Regions from separate parts of the Sus scrofa genome. Here regions 1 and 3 are each linked to region 2. A link is a contact called in public Hi-C and HiChIP or PLAC-seq data. All regions are on one chromosome and are shown on one strand. The core of a region is the stretch at or near the end of the contact, and the rest is flanking DNA. Distances in the headings are between cores, read along the strand shown.

Region 1 (2,802 bases), core at 50-2,549, 120 kb after region 2:
CTTTTTTGGATTAAAAATATAAATATCAGGGACTAGAAGTTAAAAGAAATACACCATATTTCAGTTTAGAATGCAACTGATTTAAAGACATAACCTAATATCAGAGATGTTCAAATGTACATCTTTTGTATACGAATTATTGTACACTATCACGTCTCAAAGGTTTTCTCACAGAAAGTGAGAATAATTTTGCCTTTTTGGTTTTGCTTTTATATAGGAAGATGTGGTATCATTTAAAAAGCATAATGTATATTTATATGAACTTGTATGAAATGATGTCCAAGAATGAAGCAAGTTGTATAATAACATGTAGAACATAAATCAATTATATTAACCATAGAAGACACTCAAGCACTACTATATATGAATGAAAATTCTTAGAATTCTTAGATATTCTTGCAGAGAGATACAGAGCAAATTGCTTCAATCAAAAGAGACCAGCCTCAGCTATGATACTGTGTTTTTATAAGAAGCTATTTAAAATAATTTTTTAGAAAAAAAAACCTAGAAATTAGATTTTTTAAAAAGCTCATCTAAAATTTAATTGATAGGATAAAGTTAGGATGCAGAAGTAAAAGTTATCTCTAACTTTATCGCTGAGATATAATCCAAGTTAATCTGCTGTTTTTTAATCCTTGAGACTAAAATGAGATCCTAAAGCACTTATTGCAATGAGATCCTAAAGCACTTATTGCTTATAACCTGCTTGTTTCAAGTTCTTCCACCAGCAAATGGAACAGATCTAACTGATAACTCAAAAAGATAGCTGAATCTACACATTCTCCTCTATCAGCTGTGCTAGGCAACTTTGAAGCAAGTGTCCTTTTTGGCTAGAATTGTATCAAAGGCCCATCAGGTTCATGGGATGGAACGGTGATCAAAAATCACTATTGTGTTGTGAAACCTGTTTTTTTATTTCTTAATAAACAAAGCGTATACAGCAAATCCTTTCAAAACAAGGGAAGGAAAGGAGTTAACTGGGCTGAAAGGGATGGGAACCATTTGGGTGAACAGAACTTCTGCCTCAGAAGGGCCGTGACTGCCCTCTAGGGGTGAAAGACTCACCCTGCACACAGAACGCCAGCAGGTACTAATTAGCCTGAGCTCAGGAGCTAACCTCTCCCTCTGATAGGACCACAAATTTGTTTTTGTTGGTCACCAGCACTACTTTCATTATGTAACTGCACAACTCCATTTTTCCACATCTCTTCTTGGCCTGTGGAATGTGATATAGACAGTGGCTGGTTTCATCGAGGGTTTCACCCCCTTGGCTTTGCCTGACTCTATTTAGAGAAGTTCACCAAAGGCAAAGAGCTGATGTGGCATCTAGGCTGGAAAATGCAACTCAGACAGCATCCTGGGAGGGATCAGACTCAGTGGTTTTAGCGGGGCGGGAAGGGGAGTGCTGAAAGAAAATACTTTCCAAAAATATTTACCAGACAGAGAAAAAGGACTAGGCTTATGACCAAGACATTCCAAGGAGACACCCTTCAACAGAAGCAATTTTCCAGACCTGTTCCCCAGAAAGGTAGAGATGGCCAACTCCCACTCCCCCTCCAAAAGCCCAGCTCATTCTTCTTCTGAAAATAAACACAGCTGGGGCCAGAAGACACCTTCTAAACTGAGCATAATTCACATACAGACTCTGCTGTCACTGGCAGAGGAGGTTATGAAGGACATTTTGGAGCCAGGTTTCTTGGAAAGACTACCTCCACTGACCAATGGCATCAAAGGGGATAGATGAGGAGGCACTTGAGTGAGACATTCTTCTTCCACCAGAGCATTTAGAAAGGAATCATCCCAAGGCACACTAAGGGGAAGGAGGCCCATGTCAGGAAAGGAGGTCATTCATACGATGTATTCCTTTCTTGCTGAAGAGAAGGTCCTAGAGTCTGAACGCCTGATTTATGCCCTGCCTGGTTAGGCTCACCTGAGCTTGGAGTTTTCCCAGCAGCCTGCCGTGTGACCAGGCTGCTTTTCCAACCCACCATGAACTCTGTAGCCTGGGAAACTTGCAAGACCACAGTCATTAATCAGGCTACTCCCCTGCAGAACATCCTTCAGTGGCCTCGGCGTGCCTTTTCCATCTACGTGATTCTCAGGCTCACCTCTGAGATTGTGCCTCTTATATCTTACTCCACGATCAGGACACCTTCCACCCCACTGCACAGATGTACCGTGTTCACGACCACATCCGTGCATCGGCACACAAAACGACTCTTCCCTGGAATGTCAGGTCCTCTCTCCTCTGCCTAAGGGCTATCTGCCCTCCCAGTCACCTTTCTGTGTGGGCTCCCACCCAGGTCCTCCTAAGCCTCCTTCAGAACACATTTTCCTGCCATGGCTATGAATAATAGGATGATAACAATAGGATGGGCAGCTATCATAGCAGCTATTTTTTTGCTGCTATGTGCCTGGACTCTGCATCCCTTTCCTGCCTAACAGAATAATACTATGATCCTCTTCTATGTACCTTCTCTAGTACTTTTTATAGTAGTTATTTTGGTACTGTTATTATGCCCATTGTACAGATGAGGAAACTTGAGTGTCATATATGTTAAGTCTAAGACCACAAAGCTTCCAAGCCTAAGATCACAGAGCTGCCAGGCTTCTATGATTTCTATCCCTGCTAACCTCTCGACCTTATATTGTACCACTTTCCTCATACTCTCTGTATTCAAGTCATATTGGCTTTTTTTTTCCTTTCTCAAAACTGAAACATAAAAAACCAAAAGTCAAGCTTATTCTCATTTTTGCACTGGCTTTAGTAGGGAACGCCTGTCCAGACTTTTGCAGAACTGC
Region 2 (2,946 bases), core at 424-2,923:
TCAGGCTATGGTGGCTGGATAGCTTCACAGGCTTCCATCATAAAGATAAGGTGACAAGTTTGAGTTTCCTGGAGCCCTTTGGAGGAAAAGCATTCTATACGTCGATTTGTTGAGACCTGTCCATTCCTCAGCCAAAGGCAATATTGGCCACTAGCAGGATCAAGTCATTTTTTGGGGGAAAAAAAAAAAAAAAGTGTGCGTGGGGGGAGTGGGAGTGGGGGAGGGTAACTAGGACAGGAAAGATTTCAGGAAGAAGAGACTTAGCTCTTCTGAGGGCACTAATCCGAACAAGGCAAAGGCATAATTTGGGAGCAAAACCCAGTGAATGCCTCATCGCTGGGCGTTTGCTGTCCTCTCTCTTAAACCGTCCATGAGTTCCCTGGTAGCCTAGTAGTTAAGGATCCAGTATTATCACTGCTGTGGCTCAGGTTGCTGCTGTGGCACTAGTTCAACCCCTGGCCAGGGAACTTCCACATGCCACAGGCATGGCCAAAGTAAGTAAATAAATATAACCAGTTCTGCTCTGTGCCTAGGATGCATGATGTCATGCCGGTCACCTAGGACTCAAAATACCACCATTGCTCCTGGGTCCTTCCTGATCTCCTCTATTTCCTGTTCCTGGCAGTCAACCTTCTCTCTTCTCACCCCCACAAAGCATGTGGAACCAGCATGCAACAAACACATTTCAAAACTCATCTGTGGTCCTGGATGCCCACAAAGGTTTGACTTAACGATGTAAGATCCTCACTTTGAGCTTCTAAGAAGGTTTCATATCTCTAAGTCAGGGGTTGTGAGGCGTGGTGGTTAGGATGTCACACTGTAATAGAATTCCTACTTCACCACTTACCGGCTTTGGAGATTGGGCAGGGTCATTTAAACCCTGTAAGGCAGAAGTGTCTCAGCTGCAAGATTAGGATAATAATAATAAACATGACAACAGCACTCCCTACATAGAATTGTCGCATACACTAAATGGGAGAGCGCAAATAAAGGGCTGAGCAAACTGGGTGGCACAGGGTAAGCTGCCAATAAAAGTGGCTGCTACTACTCCTAAAACTGAGTCACCAGGAGAGCCTTTAGGTGGCTGGAAGGGATTGCAAAACCCCTGACTAATTCAGCAAATAACTGGAAACTTATCTCTCCATGAGAATGGTGCATGCCTGTTGTAATACATCAACTATAAAATGTAGTAGGAAAGAGGAAAATCCCAAAAAGGAATTCTAGAAGCACTGATTCCATCCCTGTGATGCCTTTTGGCCTGTGGGGTCAATCCTGCTGGAATCAGCCAGGCTCACGCTGTCACACTGGGTCCAGGAAGCATTATCTCCATTCTCACCTTTGCCCCAGTGCTGAGACAATGGCCGGGAATGTTGAAGTTTCAGAGTTACAGCTGCTTCTTGTTTAAAGAGGCATTACCCCAGCCCTGTGCCCTGCTGACTATACACAGGTATCTCAGTCCTCCTTCTTTGGTTTCGGAAAGTTTCTCATGCAGCGCCCTGAACTTTGAAGGGGAAGAAAGGCAATCTCTGGATCACAGCCACAAATATGAAATAATTACAGGAGCCTTTTCATATGTTACATGTGGTAATAAATGGGGAAACCCTAGCAGAAGTCCAAAGTCCTGCACAAAGAGGAGAGAACTGGAACCCAAACAGAAATCTCCATGGAAACACCTCTTGTCAACAAACTTAGGAAACTTTTAAAGGTACAGTTTTCACAGATGATCACAAAATGATTCAGGAATCCCTGTGCTATGTCTCACTAAGGCGTCATACTTGCAAGAGGGGGCAAGACTCATGACCTTGGTCTTTTTTGTGCAGTTCGAGAATTCATTTCTTTAAGCTTTAGTGCTGCTTCATTTTCATACATCCCTCTGGCTGCTAACTAGACCGTGAACTTATCCAGGCCAGAAACTGGCTCCTCAGCATCTTGGATGTGCCCGCTTGTTAGCTGAATAAGTGAAACCAGAGGAAGATTTTTCTCTTAAGCCCTCATATCCCTACTTAAGGTAACTGGCACAGCTCGGGGTATGCAATAGACTTAGGGACCAAAGTCAATGCATGAAGAGAATCTCTCTAATCAAAATTACCTTTGAAAGTCCCTTAAATTAACCAGAAAGTGGAGGATATATGATTACTGGATTGAGTCAAGGCCTGAGGAGTATTTAGAACAGTGCCAAGAACAGTGCTTAGTAAATGCCAGCTCCAGTCAGACTTACTAGAAGACTTACACAGATTCCTAAGCACTCGGAATGAATGGCATTTATGTATGTATGTACGTCTTTTTAGGGCCACACGGGTGGCATATGGAAGGTCCCAGGCTAGTAGTCAAATTGGAGCTACAGTTGCTGGCCTATACCACAGCCAAAGCAACGTGGGATCCAAGCTGCATCTTTGACCTACGCCACAGCTCATGGCAATAACAGAACCGTAACCCACTGAACAAGGCCAGGGATCAAACCCACATCCTCATGGATACTAGTTGGGTTCATTACTGCTGAGCCACAACCGGAATTCCAGGAATAAACTGCTTTTAGATGATCCAATTCCTCGTGGTGAACAGGGAAGGATGTATAATCCTAAAGGCTTTCTTCTTACATAAGTGTTTATCCTATTCTTTTAATATATCAAAACTCAATGCCCTGAAAACTATTTTTATTTATTTATTTATTTGCTTTTTAGGACCCGCACCCATGGCATGTGGACATTCTCGGGCTAGGGGTCAAATGAGAGCCACAGCTGACGGCCTACGCCACAGCCACAGCAACGGGGGATCCAAGCCGTGTCTGCAACCTACACTACAACTCACAGCAACACCAGATCCTTGTGGATACTAGTTGGGCTCATTAACCAATGAGCCACAATGGGAACTTCCAATTTTTATTGAAGTATAGTTCATTTATGATGTTATGTTAGTTTGAGGTGTATGGCACAGGAATTCAGTTTT
Region 3 (3,003 bases), core at 431-2,930, 66 kb after region 2:
TGCAGCATTTGGAGGTTCCCAGGCTAGGGGTCGAATCAGAGCTGTAGCCACTGGCCTACGCCAGAGCCACAGCAACGCGGGATCCGAGCCGCATCTGCAACCTACACCACAGCTCACGGCAACGCTGGATCGTTAACCCACTGAGCAAGGGCAGGGACTGAACCCGCAACCTCATGGTTCCTAGTCGGATTCGTTAACCACTGCGCCCCGACAGGAACTCCCTGATTTTCTTAAATTGGTTTTATAACAGAACTTTGGTGGAAACATATACTCTCTCCATTCAGAGGAGGAGGAGATCTGATAGGGAAGGGGTGGTAAAAATGAACCAAAATTCTACTTCAGTATACACGCAATGACAAAAGTTCACATTTCCTATTCTTTCTTTCACCCTGACCAGCAACAACTAATGCCTGTCAAACTAATTATAATTTACAAAGTCCTTGAATACGATTCATAGCCTCAAAACTACCCTGCCAAGTTGCATTTTCCCTAATCCCAATTTCCAGAGGAGGAAACCAAAGATGATAAAGGACAGACGGCTCATTCAGGGTCATGTTGCTATTTTCTTGATTCCCAGTCACAAGCTCCTCCTACTACTCAGCGTGGTTCAGACAATTTCAAAAGAGTGTTCTCCATTTCTTTAGCCTAATAATCCCTCAGGAGACCACCAGGAGTAAACTGAAGTTATGGAAAAAGATTGGTTTGGGCTTGACCAGACTAACTCCCCAAACTTGAAGTCTGAGGGCTAAAGGTCTGAACTACCCAAGGACTGTTCTTTCTAAGACTTCTTCCTCCACAGGCAAGTGATCTTCCCTCAGGAAGGTTTGTGGAATCAACCTTTCTCTTCGACTGTTTCCCCTGATGCATGATTACAGCTTCTTCACACCCACCTAAGTCCCCAGAGTCTCTTCAGAGGTTGCCAAGAGATGGAACAGGATGGTGAAAATGAGGAGGGCAGTAATGATACTATAATAATTAAGAATTATAGCCAAAGGATATATAGAGATCTTGCTACATGCCATATACTGCTCTGGGCAGTGTTTTTATATATATTTAATCTCACATAAGACCTAGGAAGGAGGTGCCATTCTCCTGATGAGGAAATGAGGCTCAGAGGCTGTCCATCACATGCGTGACTGGGAGAAAGTGGGGGAGGAAGGGTTAGCGGTCCACACAGCAGAGTGTGAGCTTTTGGCTCTGAAGCCCTCATTTATAAATCAACTTCAGACTCACCCCCTCCAAGAGACAGCATTCCTCGCATATCTCATCTTCCTAGGAAATATAGCTCCTCCAGGAAAGACAACAGTGGAGAACACACCCACTCTTGATGTTAACGATCTAGAGACTAATTTGTCCTCCTTTTATGCCCTGACATTGTCTTTTAATAAAAAAAAAAAAAGTTTGGTGTTCATGGATTTTTATGTTTCCTTCAAAGCATATTTTCTAGCCAAAACAATTAAAAATAATAATAATAAATCACAAAATAGAGCTAACAGGAGAGAATGGTGCGCAGATCATGGCGTACTGAGTGGACGCCCCACTCACTCTCCGCAAACTCAATGGGCAGATGTGGAAAGTACTAGGAGCTTGGAAGGTATTATTTGGTTATCAGTCTGTTAAGGAGCACACTATTCAAACACTTGGCTGGGAAGGAGTATCTGTAAATAATCTACAGGTAAAGTTTACCCGGAGTGGAACATTAACACAGTAGAGGGGAGCCTTTCAATAGGTCCTTGGCCTGTGAGCTGTTTCTAATTGGAACTCCTGATGATCTACCTTTAACCCTTTTTACTACTCCAACTGCAACTATTGCATTCAAAGACCAGAATGGGGCAGATAGAGGTTGGATTCAAATACAAACACTGTCTGAAGATTTGGCCAGTTAGGCAGTTAGAACCAGTAAGTGTCTCGGTGGCAACAATACAACTGTTAGGTCAAGTGTATGAAGGGTGAGGCCCCTTCAGGGCAGCTGCAAAAAGAAAGCCCCTATTAATCCCTTAACTAAGCAGCTGATGGAATAAATCTTTTTGCACTTATGGTGTAACTCTTCAAACACAGGATTATTATAAGTTTAAAAAATCGGCACAGGCTACCAAAGCTTTTTATAGATTTCTTCATCTTGCTAACAGATGACCAAAAATAGAACTTTGGAGGGCTTCGGAGTACAATTTGCTGTCACTCGGGCTTGAAAAATTATAAGAAAGCTTCCTCCCCGGATTCATTCACAAAAAGAATAGGTCTCTATTTGAAGAGGAAAGACCTCAGCCTCTAGTTGGGGGATCTACTTTCTTTTGATTTAGCATCCATTGTTATTTAAAACAGCATTAAAGGATTCAGCCAGGGTTATTCTGCATAGTAATATCAGAAAAGGAACCATTACCTGATATAATCCCCTTTGGCTTCCTGAAATGAAAAACAAAGATAGAAGATCAATTTGTACTGATATTAACTAAGCTTAATGAATTTTACTCCTGACCCTTTTACCTCTGAAAATGCCTATTTTTTTCACAAGGAACCCTTTCCCTAGGACTGTGGAGCAGAACGTGGCGTTTAAGAAGTAGCTAGTGCCCCTTAACTCTTTCTTGTTCCTAACAGAAGTGACAAATCTCTCTGGAAAAAGCACAGATGATTATTTATCCTTTTATGTTTCAAAGATCACATGACACATGCTTGTCTATCAGAGCAGCAAACTTTAGTCTGGATACAGACCTTTTAAGCCATGACACAGGTAAATCAACATGTTATTTGTTTTCTTTCTTTTTTCTTTAAACTAGCATGAAACACACTGGTTTTCAGCTACTTGTGCCTTTAAGAATTAAAGGGTTCTTGTACTCAACCTCAAGAAAAAGTACAGAAAAGTTACTAAATTTAAATGCAAATTACAGCTGTTGTAACAACTGCTGCCTCCCAAATTCAAGGAACCCCAAGCTCTCTCTGCCCTCAACATGGTCCTAACTCTTCTCCCTCAGCAATACCTAAATTTCAATTTATCTGAGACAAACA

Evidence for each region. Hi-C and Micro-C count contacts between places; a contact is called where the count stands out from the background. HiChIP or PLAC-seq counts read pairs in DNA pulled down with a chosen protein or histone mark.
Region 1: a contact with region 2 is called in an H3K27ac HiChIP or PLAC-seq map of alveolar macrophages. The contact joins two enhancer-like sites. A contact is called at or near these places in 2 of 47 Hi-C or Micro-C datasets (brain and liver) and 2 of 2 datasets of contacts at active chromatin or transcription factors (alveolar macrophages and skeletal muscle).
Region 3: a contact with region 2 is called in a Hi-C map of liver, with 5 times the contacts expected there. The contact joins two enhancer-like sites. A contact is called at or near these places in 6 of 47 Hi-C or Micro-C datasets (embryonic fibroblasts, liver and skeletal muscle) and 2 of 2 datasets of contacts at active chromatin or transcription factors (alveolar macrophages and skeletal muscle).

The regions. Positions count from the first base shown.
Region 1 is chr13:50,733,327-50,736,128 of Sscrofa11.1, forward strand. The region is part of intron 4 of FRMD4B (FERM domain-containing protein 4B); the gene reads right to left. Among named protein-coding and RNA genes, the nearest start is that of LMOD3, 180 kb to the left of the region's middle. Within about 2 kb of position 1,300, at least 10 of the 83 cell types and tissues checked have an H3K27ac peak or open chromatin away from gene starts, as enhancers often do. A contact at or near this core is called in alveolar macrophages, where this site is marked.
Region 2 is chr13:50,610,323-50,613,268 of Sscrofa11.1, forward strand. All of the region lies in intron 21 of FRMD4B (FERM domain-containing protein 4B), which reads right to left. Among named protein-coding and RNA genes, the nearest start is that of LMOD3, 57 kb to the left of the region's middle. Within about 2 kb of position 1,674, at least 36 of the 83 cell types and tissues checked have an H3K27ac peak or open chromatin away from gene starts, as enhancers often do. A contact at or near this core is called in alveolar macrophages and liver, where this site is marked.
Region 3 is chr13:50,676,676-50,679,678 of Sscrofa11.1, forward strand. It overlaps FRMD4B (FERM domain-containing protein 4B), which reads right to left. Exons shown (of 23, transcript XM_021069209.1): 8 at 2,381-2,403. Among named protein-coding and RNA genes, the nearest start is that of LMOD3, 120 kb to the left of the region's middle. Within about 2 kb of position 1,681, at least 25 of the 83 cell types and tissues checked have an H3K27ac peak or open chromatin away from gene starts, as enhancers often do. A contact at or near this core is called in liver, where this site is marked.